2 separate regions of the Mus musculus genome follow, and region 1 is linked to region 2. The links are chromatin contacts, called in public HiChIP or PLAC-seq maps. All regions are on one chromosome and are shown on one strand. The core of a region is the stretch at or near the end of the contact, and the rest is flanking DNA. Distances in the headings are between cores, read along the strand shown. Region 1 holds the start of Tmem214 (transmembrane protein 214). Region 2 holds the start of Adgrf3 (adhesion G protein-coupled receptor F3).

Evidence for each region. HiChIP or PLAC-seq counts read pairs in DNA pulled down with a chosen protein or histone mark.
Region 1: a contact with region 2 is called in an H3K4me3 HiChIP or PLAC-seq map of bone marrow-derived macrophages, with 7 times the contacts expected there. The contact joins the promoter of Tmem214 here to the promoter of Adgrf3 in region 2. A contact is called at or near these places in 2 of 39 promoter capture datasets (hippocampal neurons and pre-B cells), 4 of 484 Hi-C or Micro-C datasets (the G1E-ER4 cell line, cerebral cortex and cortical neurons) and 2 of 115 datasets of contacts at active chromatin or transcription factors (bone marrow-derived macrophages and forebrain).

The regions. Positions count from the first base shown.
Region 1 is chr5:30,868,155-30,872,016 of GRCm38.p6, forward strand. It overlaps Tmem214 (transmembrane protein 214), which reads left to right and starts at 1,425. Exons shown (of 17, transcript NM_144525.4): 1 at 1,425-1,664; 2 at 2,435-2,634; 3 at 3,266-3,416; 4 at 3,567-3,701. The coding sequence starts at 1,514.
Region 2 is chr5:30,204,387-30,208,436 of GRCm38.p6, forward strand. It overlaps Adgrf3 (adhesion G protein-coupled receptor F3), which reads right to left and starts at 1,336. Exons shown (of 14, transcript NM_001014394.2): 1 at 1,230-1,336; 2 at 1-15. The coding sequence starts at 1,319.

The DNA of each region.
Region 1 (3,862 bases), core at 175-2,674, 660 kb after region 2:
TGATGATACCTGTGACAGCAGGGATTGGACAAAGGACCATGTGGTGTCTGAGTAGAGGGAAACAGCATCTGAAAAAGGAACTGACTGCTGATCAGCACAGATACCTTCCTTGCCAAATACATTCCATCTCAGAACCCCTAAGACAGGCAGCTATGGCTGGGCCTAAAGGGGATGGAGGACACCAGAAGGCTGCAAGGGTTGGTCATCCCTCACCTGCCTTCTTTCTCTGTGACCCATCCTTCACACAGGCCTGGGTGCTGTTTTTTAAGGGTCATGTCACCTTTTCCCTCTCCAGTTTCTAGAGTCTAGAGAATAAACTCCAGATTTGGCGGTCATGATCCTTTTCCAATTGTATGAAGTCATGTCGAACTACTTTCAGTTTTGTTATATAGTCTACCACTCTAGACCTTTGCCTAAATTAATAAAGCCATACGATTGAAGCAGTCTCTCCACAAGCCATGATCCCCAACCAATGAAAATTCTCCCTTCCTGGGAGTCATCTCAACTGCCACCTGTTTCAGAAACCACTTCCCTCCCTCTCCTAGGGCTTCAAGCATCCTTCAGCTGAATAATTTACCCTGTAAGAAAAGTGGACCACTCCTTGTCAGTGATGGTTTATGTCTTTAATCCCAGCACTCAGGAGGCAGAGGCAGTCAGATCTCTTGAGTTCAAGGCCAGCCTGGTTACAGGGAGAGTACCAGGACAGCCAGCTCTACACAAAGAAACCCTGTCTAAAAAAAAGTAACCAAGGAGGTTTGGGGGGGATAATGTGTACAGCAGTGCGGGAGCATGAGTTCCACACAAGCACACTAAGCAACATATTTCCTTAAATGTGATATTTTCATTGCTGTTTTATCATTCATCATGCTCCCTAGCTGGGATCATTCAAGTTTTGTAGGCCGTCTAGGGTCGGGACCTTGCTGTGTGATTCTTTCAGTCTAGGGCTGAACATCTGGAACATGGCATGAGCCAGAGCCTGTCCTTTCCTGGCTGCCTCCAAAGGGATCATGGCCTGGCTGCCCCAGACTTTTCTCGCCCTGCCATTGAGCTACTCTACTAAGTTTTCTCAGTCTTTCTGCCGCTCTACTTTTCTCCCCCAAGTCTGCATCGTCCCACTCCTCGGCAATTAAGTTTGTTGGCCGCCAAATACGAAGTTTAATTGCTAACAGACTACTACTTTCTAAGAAGTAAGAACACATTTATTCCTCAAATTCTCCCGAGGTGAGAACTATTTTCATTCCATCCTTCAGGAGCATTGCAAAGATAAGAAAAAAGGGAACAGTCCCATTTCCATGCGGGTCAGAGGCGAGCCCGCCCGCAGGTGCAGGGTAGGGATTTTTGCGCCCCAGGGGCGGAACCTGGCCGCCGCCATCACTCCCCAGGCGCTCGGCGCGGCGCCGTGGCGCGAACGGACTACGAATCCCAGGGTGCCTTGCGGCGGCGGAGGCAGCAGACGTGGCACCGCGCGGAGGTTGTCCGGGGCCGAAAGCCGGGAGGTGGTGGAGCTGAAGTCATGGCGGCCAGATCAGCGGGTAGCGGTGGCTGGGAGGTGGTGAAGAGGGGCCGGCGACCTGGAGCAAGCAGCGGTGGGCGAGGCGGCGGCGGTGGCAGTGACCGCCGGGCGCTCGGGGAGGCAAATGGAGTGTTGAAATACGACCTGAGCTGTGAGTATCCGCCGCCGCCCACCTGGGCCTGTGGGGCAGGGGCACGGCGGACAGCTGCGGGAGCCGGGAGCCGATCCTCGGGAGCCCGGCCACGGTGACTCAGGGACAGCACGAGGAGAGGTGGTCATCTCCGCTGCATAGGTCGGAAGCGGAGGTCCAGAGAAGCCGATTTTCGAGTCTGAGGAGACTGGAATTCCGATCTCTATCTGTCCAAGCCTTTGCACACAACCCTCTCAGCTGCCCCGGCCCTCACTGGCCAGGTGTCTGAGCCACGGAGCAGAGGCATCTGGGATCCTACATGGAGCCCCTTCTTATATAACCAGCAGGTGTGAGAGGAGTGGATGAGAAGGCCAGCACTGGGATGAATAGCCCGACATATTCTCCAACCAGGAGTTAATTTCAGTGTCACCTGTCCCCACAATCTCCAGAGAGGGAGAAAAATTTTGCCACTTGTTGAGTATATAGAGTTGTCATCTCAGAACTAAGAAGAATTGGGGGTGGAGGCCGTGCTGGAAAAAGTGTGGTCTAGTTCCCATATACTTTAATTGTTTAATAAAGAACTGGGAGGGCCTGGGACCTGACTGTGGTGGTTGAAATCAGCCACCCGGAGGGCTCTTTCCTGTTTTTCTAAGCTGCTTCCAAGGAAGAGAGGGCTTGGGCCAGAATCTCCCTCTAAATGACTTAGGTGCCTCTACAAAGAAGAGACCACTGTACAGTGGGATCTGGGGTCTTAAGGGTGGCCTGCTGTTTTCTACCTGTCTTCATTCCAGCACCAATCCAGACTACAAGCACTCTTTATGAGCGTGGCTTTGAGAAAATCATGAAACGGCAGAATAAAGAGCAAGTTCCACCCCCTGCTGCAGAGTCTAAGAAACCGATAAACAAGAAGCAACCAAAGAAGGTGACAGCTGTTCCTAGCCAAAACCAGAAACAGGGCCCATTCCGACGCCTGGAGGACGCACTGAAAGCGGTAAGTGTGCCTAGGCTTGGGGACTGAGAAAATGGGGACTTGGGACACTCAGGGGTGTTCCAGACAATATGGAGATGTGGAAGGAAAGAATGCGTGCACTTAGAATAGAAAGAATGTTGGTATTTGTCAGAAACATAGGTGAGCAGGAAGATGGAAATCCCAAGAACAAGATGGAGACATTAGAAAAGCTGGTTTGGAGCCAGGCGTGCTGCCGCACGCCTTTAATCCCAGCACTCGGGAGGCAGAGGCAGGCGGATTTCTGAGTTGGAGGCCAGCCTGGTCTACAAAGTGAGTTCCAGGACAGCCAGAGCTGTACAGAGAAACCCTGTCTCGAAAAACCAAAAAAAGAAAAGAAAAGAAAAGCTGGTTTAGATTCTCAGCTCCACAGAAGCAGTGGTCTCTCGTCTCCTGTCTTGCCCTCTGTTCTTGCCCTTGAACATGAACAGGTCCTACATCGCAATGTGGGGCACTGAGATCATCATTCTCAAGGGTCCCGCCCCAGGCTTTCTTAGGATCTGGATCTGGCAAAATTGTAGGATTCCACATATGAAAACCTCCTTTAGCCACTTTCCTACCCCTGTCCCACTCCCCTTCCTCTTACAATTCACCATGGAAGTCTCTGCCCTGACAGCTGGATGTGGCAGCTCTGCAGAAGGAACTGGACAAGAGCCAGAGCGTGTTCACTGGGAACCCCTCCGTGTGGCTGAAGGACCTGGCCAGCTATCTCAACTACAAGCTCCAGACTCCACGGATGGAGCCCACTCTGAGCCAGTATCCACATGGTTAGTCCCCTACCCCTCAGCTTAGATAAGGCCAAGGACATTCTCAGAGGTTTGATGTTCCTAATAGTCCTGGGTCTCCTTGGGGGAGAGCAAGCCAGCCTTCATGCAAGGGCATCTGGTCCTAGCACTCACAGAGGCCGATGGCCCCAGATTATCCCTACAGCCTTGTGAGCCGAGAGCTACGTGGGATCATCCGGGGGCTCCTGACCAAAGCTGCAGGGTCTGTGGAGCTCTTTTTTGACCACTGTCTATTCACCATGCTGCAAGAGCTGGATAAAACACCAGGTGAGAGCGCCCTATGGAGGATGACCGTCTTGAGAGCAGAACTTCTGTTTTTCCTGCCTTCAGCGTGGTCATCAGTTCCCTTTACAATAAGAAAAGTGCTAATCTACACATTTTTGGAAAGGGAAGTGATTAGGAATTCGACTCACTTCTGGAAATAAAAA
Region 2 (4,050 bases), core at 86-2,585:
ATATGGACTGAGCTCCTGGAAAGAGATAGAGGAGACTCTGAGGAGAGAGGCTGGTCTCAAGTTCCTGCCAGGGTACCCTCAGGGGCAGCCTGGCTACTCTGGTGTGACTTGGTCTCTTAGAAGTTCTTCTTTAGGCCAGAGGTCAAATGTAAGTATCTGGAGGGAGAAAAGGATGTTCAGAAACGGGGACAGGGGCACAATTCCAGGGACCCTGCCAGGGCCAGCAGCCTCACCTGAAACCAGGAACCAGGCACACCCTGGAAGTCAACATGCTTTGTTTAGCTCCTTCCTGAATTGACCTGTCCCTGGGCCTCTAGGCTAATTGAAATGGCTGGGTCCAGAGCTCCAACAAGGAGTCAGGGTCCTGCAAATTAACCCATGTTTTCCTCTCAAAATCCCATGTGTGTATGCATCTAAAACCAGATGGCAGCTCACACTTGCAATCTCAGCACCCAGGAGACTGAAGCAGGAAGACTGTAGCAAGTACAAGGACAGCCTGGGCAACAGAGTGAACCTTTATTTAAAAAACAAACAAACTAACTAACAACAATCACCCCAAAATATAAATAATAAAACCAGAAGGAAGCCAGACATGGTGGTTCAAGCCTGTACAATAATCCCAGTGCTTAAGATAATGGGGCAGGGGTATCCCTTACTTAAGATAATGGGGCAGGAGTATCCCTTACTTAAGTGCAAGGGTTCAAGAGCAGCCTGGGCAACACAGAAGATCCACACAGAAAATAAAAACAAGGAAGTACATGAAAACTAGGAGGATATAACACAAACAAACAAACAGGTGCAGGCAAGGATAGGCTATAGATAAGACATGCCACAGAGGAAGCTACAGATAGGGATATTTAGATCTGGGGATTGCAGTAGATTAGGAGCTGTAGATAAATAGATAATAAAATGCAAGCCTAGGCTCCACGCTTCTCCTCAGACTCTTTCCCATCGTCTATGCTAATAAGCTTCTACATCTGCAAAGGTTTTCTTCTCATTTCATTGTAAGTTGGTAGCCAAAAGAGCAGCAGGTGTCGTAGGGTGTCATGGGGACTCAGGTAAAGCTATGGAAGTGTCCCCTCACCCTGGGCAGGAAGATTGCCTTCTTGGGGGCAAGCTGGTCCCTTCCTTCCACCTTTCATCCTACACCCTGTGGTTCCTCACAACCTGTGGCTCTGACTGTGGCCTCTGCAGGTCTCCCCAGGGTCCTCACTCACCCCAGTACTTACTGATTGGGCTGTGGGGACAAATGTTGGCTCCAACTCCAGCAGGGGAAGAGTCACGGCCAGGAGCAGCTGGGAGAGAGCTAGAGAGGACATGGCTCAACGCAGCAGTCCCTAAAGCCCTCCGGCTGTTCCAGGATGCAAATTTCCTCCCCCCACCCCCCCCCACCCCCCGCCCCAGCTGGCAGGGCTATTACTGAAGGAAGGGAGGAAAGATCAGAGGGAGCCAAGGTGAGTTGACAGAGCAAGTGTCACAGCCTGTGATTCGGGCAGATATGCTTCCAGGTCACTGGGGCCACCTGGACCCCCACATGATTCTGTGAGAGGAGTGTGCCTTGGTTCTCCTGGGCAGGCGGAGGGGACACAGGTACCACGTCACAAAAAACAACAGGTCACAGAGGCAGGTTCAGGCATGGTCCCCAGGGCCTAGGAAACTTGGATCATTTTGGAATGCCTCCAGGAAGCTAGACCTTCAAAACTGAACCAAGGTTAGAAAAGACTATAAAGGGGGCAGCAAGATGCCTCAGAGGGTAAAGGAGCTTGCCGCCAAACTCCACAGCCTGAACTGGTCCCTGGAACACACATGGTACAAGAAAGCCAGCTCTTGTTCCATCAAACACCTTGAATCCGTCCCCTGTATTTGTATGTCAGAATACCTCAGGCTGGGTTGAAGAATAGAAAATTACTGGCCTCTTGTGAGAACATGAATTTTTTACCTCGGAGCCCACCCCCTCCCATCTAGAGATTGTTCCCAGAACACTCCTAAACTTTTCACCCCAAAACTCCTCACCCTAAAGTTTGAACCCTCCCAACTAAAAACTGTTCCAAAAACATTTTTGAGATAAAGGCCTCCTGGAACAACCTCAAAATGAACCAGGTACTCCTTAGTTACGTAGGTTCCTTGATAGGACATGACTCCTTAGTTACGTAGAATCCTTTGGCAGAACCCCTTGTCCCTTGGCAGAACTCCCTAGTGATGTAAACTTGTACTTTCCCTGCCCAGTTCTCCCCCTTTGAGTTTTACTATATAAGCCTGTGAAAAATTCTGGCTGACCGTCGAGACTCCTCTACCCTGTGCTAAGGTGTATGAGTTTCGACCCCAGAGCTCTGTGTGCTTCCATGTTGCTGCTTTATTTCGACCCCAGAGCTCTGGTCTGTGTGCTTTCATGTTGCTGCCTTATTAAATCTTGCCTTCTACATTTTATGTATGGTCTCAGTGTCTTCTTGGGTACGCGGCTGTCCCGGGACTTGAGTGTCTGAGTGAGGGTCTCCCCTCGAGGGTCTTTCAGGGTAATTTTTTGTTTTGATTTGTTTTACAAGACAAGGTTTCTCTGTGTAGCCCTGAATGTCCTAGAACTCACTGTGTAGATTGGACTGGCCTCAAACTCAGAGATCCATTTGCCTCTGCCTCCCCAGTGCTGGGATTAAAGGTGTGTGCCACCACAACTGGCAGGCAGGGTTTTGTAACAAATAGAAATGTATTTGGCTTACTGTCTTGGGTCTTGAGGGGTTGCATCTTTTGGGGGTCTTCACACGTGGCAGGAACATGGTACAAGAGAGCATCTTGGGAGCCAGAGGGCCAAACTCTTTTCTTTTTTGGATAGGGCCTTACTATCCTCGGATTCACTATATGGACCAGGCTGGCCTTGAACTTACAGACCAGGCTAGCTTTGGACTTACAGAGATTTGCCTGCCTCTGTCTCCAGGTGCTGCGATTAAAGGCTGTTGACATAATTAAAAAAAAAAAAACATTTTGGGCAGATGAGATCGTTCTGTGGTCAGGATCACTGGCTGTTCCCCAAAGGCTCCAGGGACCCACGTGGCAACTCACAAGCATCTGTAATTCCAGCCCCAGAGGATCTGATGCCCTCTTCTGGCCTCTTCAGGGTACTACATGCATGTGGAGCATAGACAAATACATGCAGGCAACACACATGGATAAAATGAAAAATAAAGGGAAAAAACCTTTAAAAACGAAAACTTTTGAGAAACTTGTAATTTATAAGTGGAAAGTCCATGCTAGTTAGAGTACGCATCGAAGTCTGCCCTCAGTTACTTACTAAATGAAGCAGTGTGTCCAGACACCTAAAACCTATGAAATACCCATCGACTCATTAGTAACTTCACAATGGAGATCAGCTCTGGGGACAAAAGTGGGAGAGGTGGCGAGGAGCTGTGATGAACAAGGTAAAAGCTTTGAACTACACATGGCAGACAGTTGACACCATTAACTCCTGGCGCTGGGTGTATGGAGGCCAAGTGTCTGACTGCACTTTACAGTTAGCATGGAGGATGATGTACGGGGAGGGGGAGGAGCCTTTCTAGTCACAGTTTGGATCCACAGAGAAATCTGAAAATTGTCTTTTTTTTTCTCTGAGAGGTAAGTTTGGTTTTGTGTGTGTGTGTGTGTGTGTGTGTGTGTGTGTGTGTGAGAGAGAGAGAGAGAGAGAGAGAGAGAGATGAACACAGAGACGTGAGTTTCATCATGGTATTTTCACACATATTTACCCTGATATTTTATTTCTATTCATCTCTGTCCTCCACTGCCCCACCTTCTTGCTGGTCACCTTCTTCCTCACAAATAGCCCCCTTCTGATTTCATGTCTTACGTATTGATTTGTTTGTTTGTTTGTTTGAGACAGGGTCTCACTGGCTAGCCTGGAACTCCCTATATAGACCAGGCTAGTCTGACCTCATGAAGCCTGTCTGCCTCTGCCTGCTGAGTACAGGGATGAAAGGAGTACACCACACCCAGCATGGCGCATGCGCACGCGGCACTGCTGTCCTCTCCCCCAGCCCTTCCTCTCCTCCCCATCTCTCTCCCTCT